Regions from separate parts of the Mus musculus genome. Here region 2 is linked to region 1. The links are chromatin contacts, called in public HiChIP or PLAC-seq maps. All regions are on one chromosome and are shown on one strand. Each heading gives the region's core, a stretch centred on a gene start, on an enhancer-like site or on the middle of the called end of the contact. The rest is flanking DNA. Distances are from core to core; before and after follow the strand shown.

What was found. HiChIP or PLAC-seq counts read pairs in DNA pulled down with a chosen protein or histone mark.
Region 2: a contact with region 1 is called in an H3K4me3 HiChIP or PLAC-seq map of neural tube, with 3 times the contacts expected there. The contact joins the enhancer-like site here to the promoter of Nefm in region 1. A contact is called at or near these places in 3 of 39 promoter capture datasets (embryonic stem cells and liver) and 3 of 115 datasets of contacts at active chromatin or transcription factors (embryonic midbrain, neural progenitor cells and neural tube).

The regions. Positions count from the first base shown.
Region 1 is chr14:68,121,634-68,128,195 of GRCm38.p6, reverse strand. It overlaps Nefm (neurofilament, medium polypeptide), which reads left to right and starts at 3,192. Exons shown (of 3, transcript NM_008691.2): 1 at 3,192-4,456; 2 at 5,251-5,375. The coding sequence starts at 3,383. It overlaps A230070E04Rik (RIKEN cDNA A230070E04 gene), which reads right to left and starts at 4,444. Exons shown (of 3, transcript NR_045897.1): 1 at 3,368-4,444; 2 at 2,500-2,678.
Region 2 is chr14:68,389,360-68,395,921 of GRCm38.p6, reverse strand. No RefSeq gene overlaps it. Among named protein-coding and RNA genes, the nearest start is that of Gm31227, 45 kb to the left of the region's middle. Within about 2 kb of position 3,846, at least 9 of the 459 cell types and tissues checked have an H3K27ac peak or open chromatin away from gene starts, as enhancers often do. A contact at or near this core is called in neural tube, where this site is marked.

The DNA.
Region 1 (6,562 bases), core at 1,943-4,442:
CTCTAGCGCTTTTTAAAACCTAAGTCTCCTTCTTCAGGTTTTTCTGGAATTGATTCACCAGCAGCAGACCCTCAAATTCCTTATAGTGCTTTCCACTTAACCCAAGTTAACATTCACATTTCACCTAGTGAAGGAAATAGAAATAGGAAAAAAAATGTTCTTCTATTCTCCAAAAGGCAATTCAAAACAAACAACAATTTAAAGATAATTTCATTAAAACTCTTATATCTGAATCATATATATCCTTCTTTGAATAAACCACAAAAGTACTCTCCTAAACTCAATGCCAGCCCCACATTGCAGTAAAGCCAGGTACCCTTTCTCGCTCATTTTCTCTGTTGCTTGTATGTTACAGTTGTATAGCTATAATGTCACCAAAAGAGGAAATATGCAAACCATTTCTCTCTATGAAAAATATTAAGGAAGTAAATTTTTTTCAGAAGCTCAGGAGAGAAAAGGGGAAAAAAAGAATAGCTCCCATAGCCCTTTTAAAATTAATAATAATAATTTTTAAAAGACTGTATGGTGGATTTACCCTTCAAGTCACCTTCAGGACAAATACAGAAATGAAAGAACAAAGTAAAAAGTGAAAGGCTGCAGAAAAGTACGGTGGGACTGAAGCCCTAATTTTTAAACCATTAGCACACTGTCCCCTTAACAGAGGAACTTATAAGTCCCTGTATCATTCCTTAAGGCCTAGATTAATCAATAGTTCAGGTGACATTGCAGCTAAAATGTTAAGCTATCAGCACCAGGTTTAGCCTAAGTAATTGGCCATGACTTTGTTTGCAAGCAGCACTTTCCTTTCTGCAACTGGTTGGATGTTTAACAATTTTCGAGCTGGTTTAGACAAGAGGCAAAACAGGCTGATGGTGAAATTAAACACATGTTTCCTTGTAAATGTCTCTGCAGAGTCATCTCATTGCCAAAGCCCCGCAGAAAACTCGCAGCTGAAGCCTGTTTGCTACCCATGTGCTCTCACTGCAGGGAGCTTTCCCCATGAGTGTGCAGCAGGAAACTGCTGGCAGCTTTATTTATCTTAGTAAAAGCAGGCAGCCGCACAGGGCTCAAGGAAAAATGTCGCATAGTTCGGATGCAGCGATTTCTACATGGCATCCTGCTGAGGTTCCACCCTGCTAGCCCACACCTGACAAGCCCAGGAAGTTTTTATTTTCATTTACTTTTTCCATAGGAAATCGATAAATTTGGGGTTTTACAATATTTACAAGTTAGTCGTCCACTTTGTGGAACGCCATTTTTGGGGACTTGAGTCTGGGCTCTCTCTGCTTGAGCAGTAAGCAATACTCAGCAGATCAGATCCGCCTCATACCCAGCCCCCTCACCCTCCACCCCCGCAGCCCGCAATGCTGCAGTTTCACATTCGAGATCCAAAAGTTAACTCCTTAAACGAGCCTTTTTTCCTTTTAAAAACTCGCTTCTATCTTAAAATGTATGGGCTGGGAGCTTATAAAACTACAAAATCAAAGCCTCAGAAAGGGAGGCGTCTGTGATTACTTACTGATGACTACAACTCTGTCACATAATGAAGCAGAGGTTAGAGAATATATGCCCGAAAAGGTACAACAGTCTGCCTTCTCTGCTTCCAAGCGCTGGTTTATTCTGACCCACAGTAAGCATTTCACAACGCCCACTCCTTCCTGTGACACCCCCCACCCCACCCCCACCCCCACCCCCGCAGGACTGCAGTCCATCTCTCACTTTCTCTGTCAAGACTCTGAACTTTTTCACTCTGAATCTTCCCAAACTGTAATCCAAAATAGAAGGACATTTTCAGTTCAAATATACAGTCAAAGGAAACCCCTGTAGAATGTTTGTTTAAATAAGCATGCTTAAGGGATGGTGGGTCCAAATCGGTCATCAAAATCAACATAAGGAAATAGGTTGCGTTTTTAAATGGGGGCAGAGGGACCACCTGGCTTATTCAAGACTGAGATGAGGCTGTCCAGTTACCTTTCAATTAATTTAAAACTAATTCAGTTGCCCTGTCGGTTGTAACAGTACACGTAAGTAGTACCCAGACAGAAAGATGACTATGCAGTTTTCAAACTTAACATACACACTATCTCCCTGGGTTTTTTTTTTTTTTTCATCTCGGATTTCCCCTTCCCGGTGAGTAGTTGACCTTCAAATTTCAGGCCTTGTGTCTCCTCCTTCCCTAACATCCCTCACTTATTGGTAAAGTCAAACTGGGTTTCAAGTCTCTATTTTCCTTAACTGAGTTGAATGGCTTTTAGTTGATTTCAAAATCTGCAGTCTGTTCATTGTGCCAACTCTGCACTGTCTTAGTGTGGGATTTCCAGCTTGTTCCCTACAAACAAACAGCCCCTACAAACAGGTTTAATAGTATTCACTGGAGGAGATGAGCCAGAAGTGACCCTCCTCTGGACTCTGGTAGGCTGCGAACCCAGCAGAATCCCATGGGCACGCCTGGGCGCTGTCCTTGGTGCTGCCGGATCCTTGGGCGTCACAGCGCCTTACCTGCTGGAAGCTGCAGTCGTCCCCCAACAGTTAAGCAGACTGGAGTGCCACTTTCCACTTTTAACACAAATGACTACCCCGGCCTGTCTTCTTTGTCCCCTTTCCGGAGGTTTCCGGCGGGCCATTCCTCAAAAACTCTCTCTTTTTTTTCTTCTGCATAACTCTCAGCTCATCTCTTGCTGCTTTAAGACGAGGAGTGGGGGGGGGGGGAGACAAGAAAGACAAGGATGGATGGGGGAACAAAAAGAGAGTTGGGGGTTAAGGGGTGAAAGTCGAGGCTGCAAAGAAAAAAAGTCCCAGGGGAAAGGGCTTCAAGGGAAATGCCGGATGAAGAAAAAAAAAAAAAAGTAGAGGGAGAAGGGCCTCGTGGAGAGGTGGGAGGGGTGTGTGTGATAAAGAACAGCGGACCCTACGGCCAAAAGTAAGGAAGAAAGAGACTAAGAGGTAGGGGGCCAGACGAAAGTCAGGAAGCCAGAGAAGAGCTGCTCAGAGGGCCGAGAGTGGCGAGACAAAGAAAGGGCGCTGGGAAAGGGCACTTGCGCCAAAGCTGTGAACTGCAAACTGCTGGTGAAAAAGCAGAGAAGGGCAAGCTACCGGGTGACAAGAGGTCTGGAACTCAAGGGGACGCTAGGAAAAGGCCGGCCCGGCGACACCCAAGTGTGGGGTCCAGTGTGGTGCGGGCCCACGTGGAGCGGCCGCTGAATCACCGCAAGGCTTGTCTCCCCCTTCCCCCCACCCCCGGCCCGGTACCCGCAGTCCCCGCCTCCTCGGCCGCCGCCTCCACGGGGCGGGGCCCTGGCCCGGGACCAGCTGCTCCGCTATAAAGGGGCTGCGGCGAGGCCGGCAGAACGCTGTGACAGCCACACACCCCAAGGCCTCCAAGATGAGCTACACGCTGGACTCGCTGGGCAACCCGTCCGCCTACCGGCGGGTCACCGAGACCCGCTCCAGCTTCAGCCGCGTGAGCGGTTCCCCGTCCAGCGGCTTCCGCTCGCAGTCCTGGTCCCGCGGCTCGCCCAGCACCGTGTCCTCCTCCTACAAGCGCAGCGCGCTCGCCCCGCGTCTCGCCTACAGCTCGGCTATGCTCAGCTCGGCCGAGAGCAGCCTCGACTTCAGCCAGTCCTCGTCGCTGCTCAACGGCGGCTCCGGCGGCGACTACAAACTGTCCCGCTCTAACGAGAAAGAGCAGCTGCAGGGGCTGAACGACCGCTTCGCCGGCTACATCGAGAAAGTGCACTACTTGGAACAACAGAACAAGGAGATCGAAGCAGAGATCCAGGCACTGCGGCAGAAGCAGGCCTCGCACGCCCAGCTGGGTGATGCTTACGACCAGGAGATCCGAGAGCTGCGCGCCACCCTCGAGATGGTGAACCACGAGAAGGCTCAAGTGCAGCTGGACTCCGATCACTTGGAGGAAGACATCCACCGGCTCAAGGAGCGCTTCGAGGAGGAGGCGCGGCTGCGGGACGACACCGAGGCTGCCATTCGCGCGCTGCGCAAAGACATCGAAGAGTCGTCGATGGTTAAGGTGGAGCTGGACAAGAAGGTGCAGTCGCTGCAGGATGAGGTGGCTTTCCTGCGGAGCAATCACGAAGAGGAGGTGGCCGACCTGCTGGCTCAGATCCAGGCGTCGCACATCACGGTAGAGCGCAAAGATTACCTGAAGACAGACATCTCCACGGCGCTGAAGGAGATCCGCTCCCAGCTCGAGTGTCACTCAGACCAGAACATGCACCAGGCCGAAGAGTGGTTCAAATGCCGCTACGCCAAGCTCACCGAGGCGGCCGAGCAGAACAAGGAGGCCATTCGCTCTGCCAAGGAAGAGATCGCCGAGTACCGGCGCCAGCTGCAGTCCAAGAGCATCGAGCTCGAGTCGGTGCGAGGCACTAAGGAGTCCCTGGAGCGGCAGCTCAGCGACATCGAGGAGCGCCACAACCACGACCTCAGCAGCTACCAGGTAGGAACCGCGGCTGCGCGGCCGGCCTGCGCCAGCGCCAGCGCCGCGCGCCCCCGACACGACACTCGAGAGCGCGCCCAGAGGCCCTCTTGGTCGCGCTCCCTGGTGGCCGCATTCCAGTGCGCGCACGAGCTTCGCAGACGCGGGTTAGCCAAAGCCCAAGGTCTGTGCTCCGCCCCTCCTCCTTGTCCCACCCACTTGCCGCAACTACTTAGAAATTCCCATCTCCTTCAAAAACTTGCTTTCCTACGATAGATTTTACTGTAAAAGTAAAAAGGCACATTCTGGTCGTTGAGAAACACACCGTTTAATAAGCAGGAGCACAGATAGTCTCTTGTATTCCTGCCTCCTTCTTCGCTCCCCTTCCCCTCCCCCACCCATATCTCCACCCCTCCTCCTCACCCCCTTACTCTCCACTCCCCCCCCCCCCCGCCTCCAGCCGCGATGGGCGGAGCTCTCAAAGCTGGCTTCAGTCCAAAATTTGGGCGGGGATTGGGGGGGGGGCAAAGTCCGCTAGGGACCTTCCTCAGATTCCTCAGTGCTCCCTTCTAGGGGCATTCTAGGCTTGCCAGTCTCCGTGTGTGTTGTGCCTAGGAACTGTCTGGTTGATTTTTGTTGCTTTGTTTTGAATTTTACTATCATAAAAGAAGGAGGGATAGCTAGGAGGGATGTCTGCGAGGCTCATGGGACTGGCGGGGAAGGGGGAATTCCGGGGGTGGGTAGGAAAGGGCTCGGGGCAGGGAATAGCAAGTGTCTTGTGAAGGAAGTTTCTAGAGACTCCCTGTACCTTTCAGGACACCATCCAGCAGTTGGAAAATGAACTTCGGGGAACCAAGTGGGAAATGGCTCGTCATTTGCGAGAATACCAGGATCTCCTTAACGTCAAGATGGCCCTGGACATCGAGATCGCCGCGTACAGGTACAGGATCTCTGCAGACTTGGTCCAGACCCTACAGGCACTGCAGAGGCTGCTGCGAACAGCCTTCCCCACTTAAACCAAAGCTGGCCTAGTGAGACAGGCTCAGAGCCCTGACTCCCCAGCTCAGTTACGAACAGAATCCTAAGTATTACAGATACAGGTTTACCAACCTACTTCAGCTTTAAAGAGTGACTACGGAGAAGATCGGGGAGGAGGGTGGAACTGGGGGAGGGAACCAAAATATATTGTATGAAAAAGCCCAAATATGCACCAAAGAATAGTACTTTTGAGTTGCTGGGGGCGTAGCAATAGGTTTAAATTTTTGTTTCAAGCGTCTGTATGTCTGACAAGCAGATGAAGTTTTCATTTTTAGTATTTCATCTGATGGTTCTCTTTTATAAAGCCAAGGACAAACACCAGGTCATGCTTCTCTTCTCTTTCTGTTACAGCTTACTGTTGCCATCCTCTGGCTGAGACTAGATATAGGCACACTAGAATATAGGTGCACTTACTTTAAGTCTATGGATAATATACATGCATTCAATCTGGATAGAAATGTAAATTTAATATATATTTATCTACATATGTAAAGTGTGATACCCTCATATCTAGATCTAGACAAGCGTGTATGTATAAAAACATATAGAACTAGACATATAGGCAAATATAGGTTTGATCTCTTTATCTGTAAACTGGTTCTATCTAGGTCTCCTGAGTAATGCTGTCTTTCTGTTGGCCAGACTCAAAGCATACAGCTCTTGAGGAGGCAGTCACTTCCTGTAAGGCTGTTACAGCAAGAATAAGCTGCACTGTCTTTTTAAGGGAACCAAACGACTGTACCAAGAGACATTCTGTCACTGAACAAATTATAATTTGCTTCACCTATATTCGTATGTAGCTATAATTTAAATTCATCAACATTCTGACTTATGCTCAATAGTTTTAATTTTAAATTGAACATTTTATTTGCTTTTAAAACTCATAGAAATCTTGGCAATTCAAATGATGAGGGAGGACACCGTTTGGGGGACAAAGTGGGTTGGCCACTAGAGACCATTTTAGCACATTCATACTACACCTACAGCAACTGCATGCCTGCCGCGCAACTGCATGCCTGCCGCGCAACTGCATGCCTGCCGCGCAACTGCATGCCTGCCGCAGAGATGCATTTACTGACTGGGTGTGGT
Region 2 (6,562 bases), core at 2,597-5,096, 270 kb before region 1:
TATTTGAAATTTCTCAGTTGAGAATTATATGTTTGACTCTGTACCCTATTTTTAATAGGTTTATTTGGATTGTTGGTGTCTAACATCTTACATTCTTTGTAAATTTTGGATATTAGCCTTCTGTTAGTGTAGGGTTAGTGGAGATTTTTCCCAACCTATAGGCTGTCATTTTGTCTTAATGATGGTGTCCTGTGACCTAAAGAAGCTTTTCAGTTTCATGAGATTTTATTTACTAATTCTTGACTTTAGTGCTTGAGCCACTGGTGTTCTGTTCAGGAAGTTGTCTCCTGCACCAATGAATTCAAGGCTATTCCCCACTTTCTGTTCTATTAGATTTAGTATAACCAGCTTTATGTTGAAGTCTTTGATCCATTCAGACTTGAATATTGTACAGGATGATAAATAGGGATCTATTTGCATTTTTCTACATGCAGACATCCAGTTAGACCAGAGCCATTTGTTGAAGATACTCTTCCTTTTCTATTGTATGGTTTTGGCTTCTTTGTCAAAGCTCAAGTGTCTTTAGGTGTGTTTGTTTAGTTCTGGGTTTTTTATTCTATCCCATTCATTCACCTCTCTGTTTCTATATCAATATCATTTGGTTTCATTAATTCTTTGTATTGTTCTCTTTGTTTCTAATTGATTGACTTCAGCCCTGTGTTTTATTATTTCCTTCTGTCTACTCCTCCTGGGTGTGTTTGCTTTTTATTTTTCTAGAGTCTGCAGTCTTTAATTCATTAGTCTGAGAACTCTACAATTTCTTTATGAGGGTACTTAGTGCTATGAATTTTCCTCTTAGCACTGCTTTCATAGTGCCCCATAAGTTTGGATATGTTGTGCCCTCATTTTCACTGTATTCTAGAAAGTGTTTAATTTCTTTCTTTATTTCTTCCCTTACCCAGTGATCATTGAATAGAGTGTTATTCAGTTTCTATGAATATGTAGGCTTTCTGTTCTTTCTGTTGTTGCTGTTGAAGTCCAGCTTTAAGCCATGGTGATTTGATAAGATGTATGGGGTTATTTCAATCTTCTTGTATCTGTTGAGGCTTGCTTTGTGACCAGTTATATGATCCATGCTAAGAAGAATATTCTTTTGTGTTTGGGTAAAAGCTCTATAGACATCTGTTAAATCTATTTGAATCATAACATCTGTTCCAGTTTTTCTCTGTTTAGTTTCTATCTCTGTTTAATTACTTGTCCATTGGTGAGAATAGGGTGATGAGGTCTCATGCATGTGTGGGGTTCAATGTGTGATTTAGCAATGTTTCTTTTTACAAATGTGGGTGCCCTTGCATTTGTGGCATAGATAGATGTTCAGAATTGAGATGTCCTTTTTGGTGGATTTTTCCAATGAGGGGTATGAAGTATCCTGTTTTGTCTATTTTATTAGATATTAGAATGACTACTCGAGTTTGTTTCTTGGGTTTGTTTGTTTTGAAAACCTTTTTCCAGGCCTTTATAGTGAGATAATGAATATCTTTGTTGTTTCTTGTATACAGCAGAATGATGGATTCTGTTTACATATCCACTTTGTTAACCTTATCTTTTTACTGAGGAATTGAGTCCATTGATATTAAGAGGTATTAATGAACAATGATTTTTTATTTCCTTTTTTCTTGACTATAGTTAGCCTCATTGAGCTGGATTTTTCTTCTAGTATCCTCTTTACGACTATGTTAGTGAAAAGGTACTGTTCAACTTTGGTTTTGTCATGGAATATCTTGGTTTTTCTATCTATGGCTACTGAAAGCTTTTACTGGATATAGTAGTCTGGGCTAACATCTGTGGTCACTTAGGGTCTGTAAGATCTCTGCCCAGCTCCATCTAGCTTTTAGATTCTCAGGTGAGAACTCAGGTGTAATCCTGATAGGTCTGCCTTTATATGTTACTTGTCCTTTTCCCTTTGCTTCCTTTAAAATTCTCTGTTCTGTATATTTAGTGTTTTGACTATTATATAGCTGGAACTTTTTCTTTTCTGTACCAATCTGTTTCATGTTCTGCAAGCTTCTTGTATGTTTATAAGTATCTCTTTCTTTGTGTTAGGGAACTTTTCTAATATGATTTTGCTGAAGATATTTTCTGGGCCTTTGAGCTGGGAATCTTCTTCTAATCCTATTATTCTTAGGTTTTGCCTTTCTATGGTATCACAAATTTCTTGGATGTTTTGTGTCATGTGCTTTTTAGATTTTGCATTTTCTTTGACTGATATATCAATTTTTCCTACTGTATTGTTTACACCTGAGATTCTCTCCTCTGTCTCCTTTATTCTATAGTTCCTGTTCTTTATCCTAGGTTTTCCATCACTAGGCTTACCTCAGTTTGTGTTTTCTTTATTGCTTCTATTTCCCTTTTCAGGTCTTGGAGAGTTTTATTCATAACCTTCACCTATTTGATTGTATTTTCTTGAATTTCTTTGTACTTATCTGTGTCCTTTTTTAATATCTCTGTTTGAATATATTTTCCTGTCTTTCCTTAAGGGATTTATTCATGCTCCTTTTAAAATCCTCTATTGCCCTGATAAGATTATATTTAAGATCCTCTTCTTGTGCATCAGCTTCATTAGGGTATCTAGGGTTTGATGTAGCAGAATAGCTGGGCTCTGGTGGTGCCATAGTGTATTGGGTCCTGTTGTTTGTGTTCTTACACTGTTCTTTAGGCATCTGGCTTTCCCTGCGGTTGGCTGGATGATCCTGACGGCAGCATGTCTTCTCTGGAAGATGAGGGAAGTCATGGGACAGACAGTGGAGGTCAAAGTATCTTACTCTGCTGGATGTACCTCAAGCAGATCCCACTCTGCAGGCTGCAACTCCAGTGGTGGACCCTACTCTGAAGGGAGCATCCTGGTCAATGGTGGGTGGATCCAATTGGAATGGAATTGGTGTAACAGGGGACCAAGCTGGTTAGTGTTGGGGCATTCGAAGGTTTTCATGGGGAAATAGGATGTTCTTGGGATTCCCCAAGTGTCCTCCAGACTGAACAGCGAGCCCAGAGCTAGACAATCAGATTGAAGGATCTTAAATAAAGGAATAATCTACCTGATTTCTGTTTTATGGATGTATAAAGATTACTATGGGAGAAACTTTTGAAAATAGTTCAAGTGTGGGTTGTTAAAAATGTCTGCTAAAACAGTGACTGTGAGGATGACTGAAAGAGGATGGATTGAGAAAGACAACTACAAAACAAGTCATAGACTTTGAACATTAATTTATAAAAAAGGGCACTTAAGACTGTGTTCAGTTGTAAACTTACAGAGTCCAACATATCAAAGTTGCAACATTCATTGGTTTGCTCACTTACTACCAGGGTGAACTTGGACCTTGGCTCAACTTCCTCATTTAAAAATAATCATACACACACACACACACACACACACACACGTACAATACATACATATATATAAATTTGTTATTTAAAAAATGAGAAAGTAAGTTATATCAAAGCATGTTGCAAGTGCCAGGTACAAAATCAAAAGTCCATACAATTAGTTACAAATTGGATGAGTGATAACTTACAGATCCCACTGGCATATCTGGGCATCTTTCCAGAGATAATGTAGAGGAGATTTACACAGGAGTCATGGTGGAACTTCATGATTCAATATGTAGACACAAAATACAAACCTTATGGCAGACAAAGAAATGATTTACAGAACATTTCTCACTGTTGCAGAATCTCTGGTCACTGATCTCACACACAGCAGCCGGTTATTCTTTCTTTGATGGATGAATTCTTGCGGTATTCTAGGAGACAGTTTGACTCTGCAGCCTGGGAAGCAATCCCTGGTTAGACTGATGTCTCTTTCTAGGCTCTCTTTCTCCAGCATGGGGTCATGCCCTTGTCAGAGCATCCCAGCTGCTCCTCTGCACAAGGCACTTGGCTCTCCATTACATGCATCTTAGGTTACGTGGTAGCCATGGTAATAAATATCAGGAGACACAGATTCACCCCCAGGCTGACCCATCCATACAGAAAACTACATTTCCTCCTGGTGGTTTTTTTTTTTTCAGTAAAGGAAAAATACCATTTACTGATGATAACAGCATCTTGTTATCAATCAGTGCAAAACGGTGCAAAATGATAAAATGTTGTTCTAACATAATTTGGGACAAAATACAATCAGTCCTTTATCTCAAGAGGACAAGCATTCATCAATTCCTGTATTAGTCTGGGATTGGAAGTGCCTACTTCCTACTTACATCCATTTTTCTTCATAAAGGAAACATGCAATGTTTCCTTACTGGAAACATGGGAATAGAAGGAAACTCATATAAGGAAACTTGAGTGGTGCCAATTAAATTCAAGAATCTTCTAGTTTGTATGCCTGAATTGCAAAAAATTACCAGTACAAATTTTTACATGACTTAACCAAAATAGTGAGTCTTTCAAGTGCCAGTTTCAAGAGTGAACAGTTTGAATCTATCTTTTGGTTCTCTACCCACGTTTTTTGTTTGTTTGATGTTGTTTATTTGTTTTCTGCTTCATTTTGCTGCTTACTTACAGTAAAGACAGTGGTAAGAAATATTATAGTGTGATACTTACAACTTGGTTTTTAAAGTTTTAAATGTCAACCAAAACTAACTGCATTGCAGTAGAAAAACAGTTCTTGCAGTAAGAAGGTTATATTCGCACTCAGAATGGGCTACACGCTGTAATCTTCCAGGTTTTCGTTTTCCTCACTGTGAAAGGAGACATAGTTATATGCTTGCTGAGCTAGCATGAGAATTCATTAAAGCTGTCTGCACACAGTGCCTGGCATTGAGAAAAGCAGACAACAGACCTTTCTCTCTCTCTTTCAGTTTTTGTACTCAAATTCTAGAAATAAATGAACAGTGATTACTACATAGAACACAAAGAAAGAGAAAGGTAGGGTTGGCTCATTCATTGTTTTTTCCCTCATCAAAGAAAAAGAAATCATCTGTTGAAATCATCTATTAAGACATTCACAGAAGCACAGCACATAAAAAGAAACCCAATATTGTAGCCTCCAGTGGCTCTGGGTTACTGGGTTTCTAAAAGGAAAGCTGGGGATGGATTGGAAGGATGGTGAGAAATAACAAAGTTCTCTGATCAAGGCTCAACTTTAATTCTTGAGTCTGAATTTTGAAAGGGGAGAAACCCATCCCCCACTTTGTCAGGAACTCATCAGGAAAACAAGCTCACTCAGCTGCTCAGCAGGTAGTAGCTTCTGCAGGAAACTGCAGAAGTGGCAGGACAATAGATTTTGCCTAAGTCAGAAGATTCCACTCTAGGTGGGCTAGCCAACTGTGGCAAAACAAAGTCTGATTCAGCCGGCTCAAGGCTAGGAGGAGGGCACACAATAGAATGAGGCAAGAAGGTGATGAAATCACACCTTTTAATTCTCTGTGTAACACATATTATTGATTTGATATGAGATGACCAATACCCTGAGAAGCTCCTACAATAGCCTATGATTGCAGCAAATGAGTATTTCACATGTTACACAGGAAAAAAAAAAAGAAGTTCGAGAAAGTTGCGAGCAAAACATTTTCCTTTGAAACAAGTCTTTCCAACACACTCAACACAAGTGCTTATAAGGTGAACATTTCTCCCATTCAAAGGAGAAAAATGGCAATTCAAATTTGCTTCTAAGGAAAAGAATGGACAGGAAAACTAGGTTAAGACACATCCTAATGCCAGAGTCAAGATGAAATTCTATTGGTTAAGTGGACAGATCAAGTTAGAATAGGCATTACCCAAGGCAGCTTTAAACAAGCCCCTCTTTATAAAACAAAAATCTACATGAAAAATAAAACCACAAGTGGGCCTCTTATCTCTCCCTCTCCATCACCAAATTCAGTCCCTCAACATTGCCAGCTCATGAGGCAGTCAATTGTCTAGTTCTTTCCTCCCCTTCAAACTCTCCTACCACAATCACTAAAGCGTCCCAGCACTCTTGCTAGAGGAATGTTTTCTGGAAGGCAGGGAGCATGTAGAAACATGAGTCAGCACATGTCAGGGCTTGAGACGTTGCTCAGTGCATAGGACTCATGCAGAATATCTGAGTTCGGTTCTCAGCACCCACACAGAAAGGTTCAGAATTGCCTCTAGCTCCAGGTACAGGGGATCCAACTCCCTCTTCTGGACTCAAAAGGCACCTGTACTCACACATATATAGATACACACTTCCCTTGCCCCAGTGTTCCCCCATACACAAAATTAAAATTAAACAAATCTTTAAAAACTGAAAAATGTTTTGTCATTAACCTGTGTTTGCTAAATTTCTACCACAAGCCAAGTTTTATCAGTGAAGATTTTATAAGTCTCTGAAAAAAAATATGACTGTGTATATGCAAATGTTTTAAACATAAATGCATCTGTCATAGCTGAGTAGCATAATTTTTCAAATAATATTCCTCATAGCCATTATTGACCCCAGGGTGTTTTCTTGACTTTTCTGAGCTCTGACACACTTAACCACTACACTTGGATTTACATTTCATGAACAAGTGTAATTGAAACAAATCTGTTGGCTGGTGGGACAGTAAAAGAGTGAAGGAATTTGTCAGACTTTCTTTCACTGGCCAACATCTTGCACAGTAGG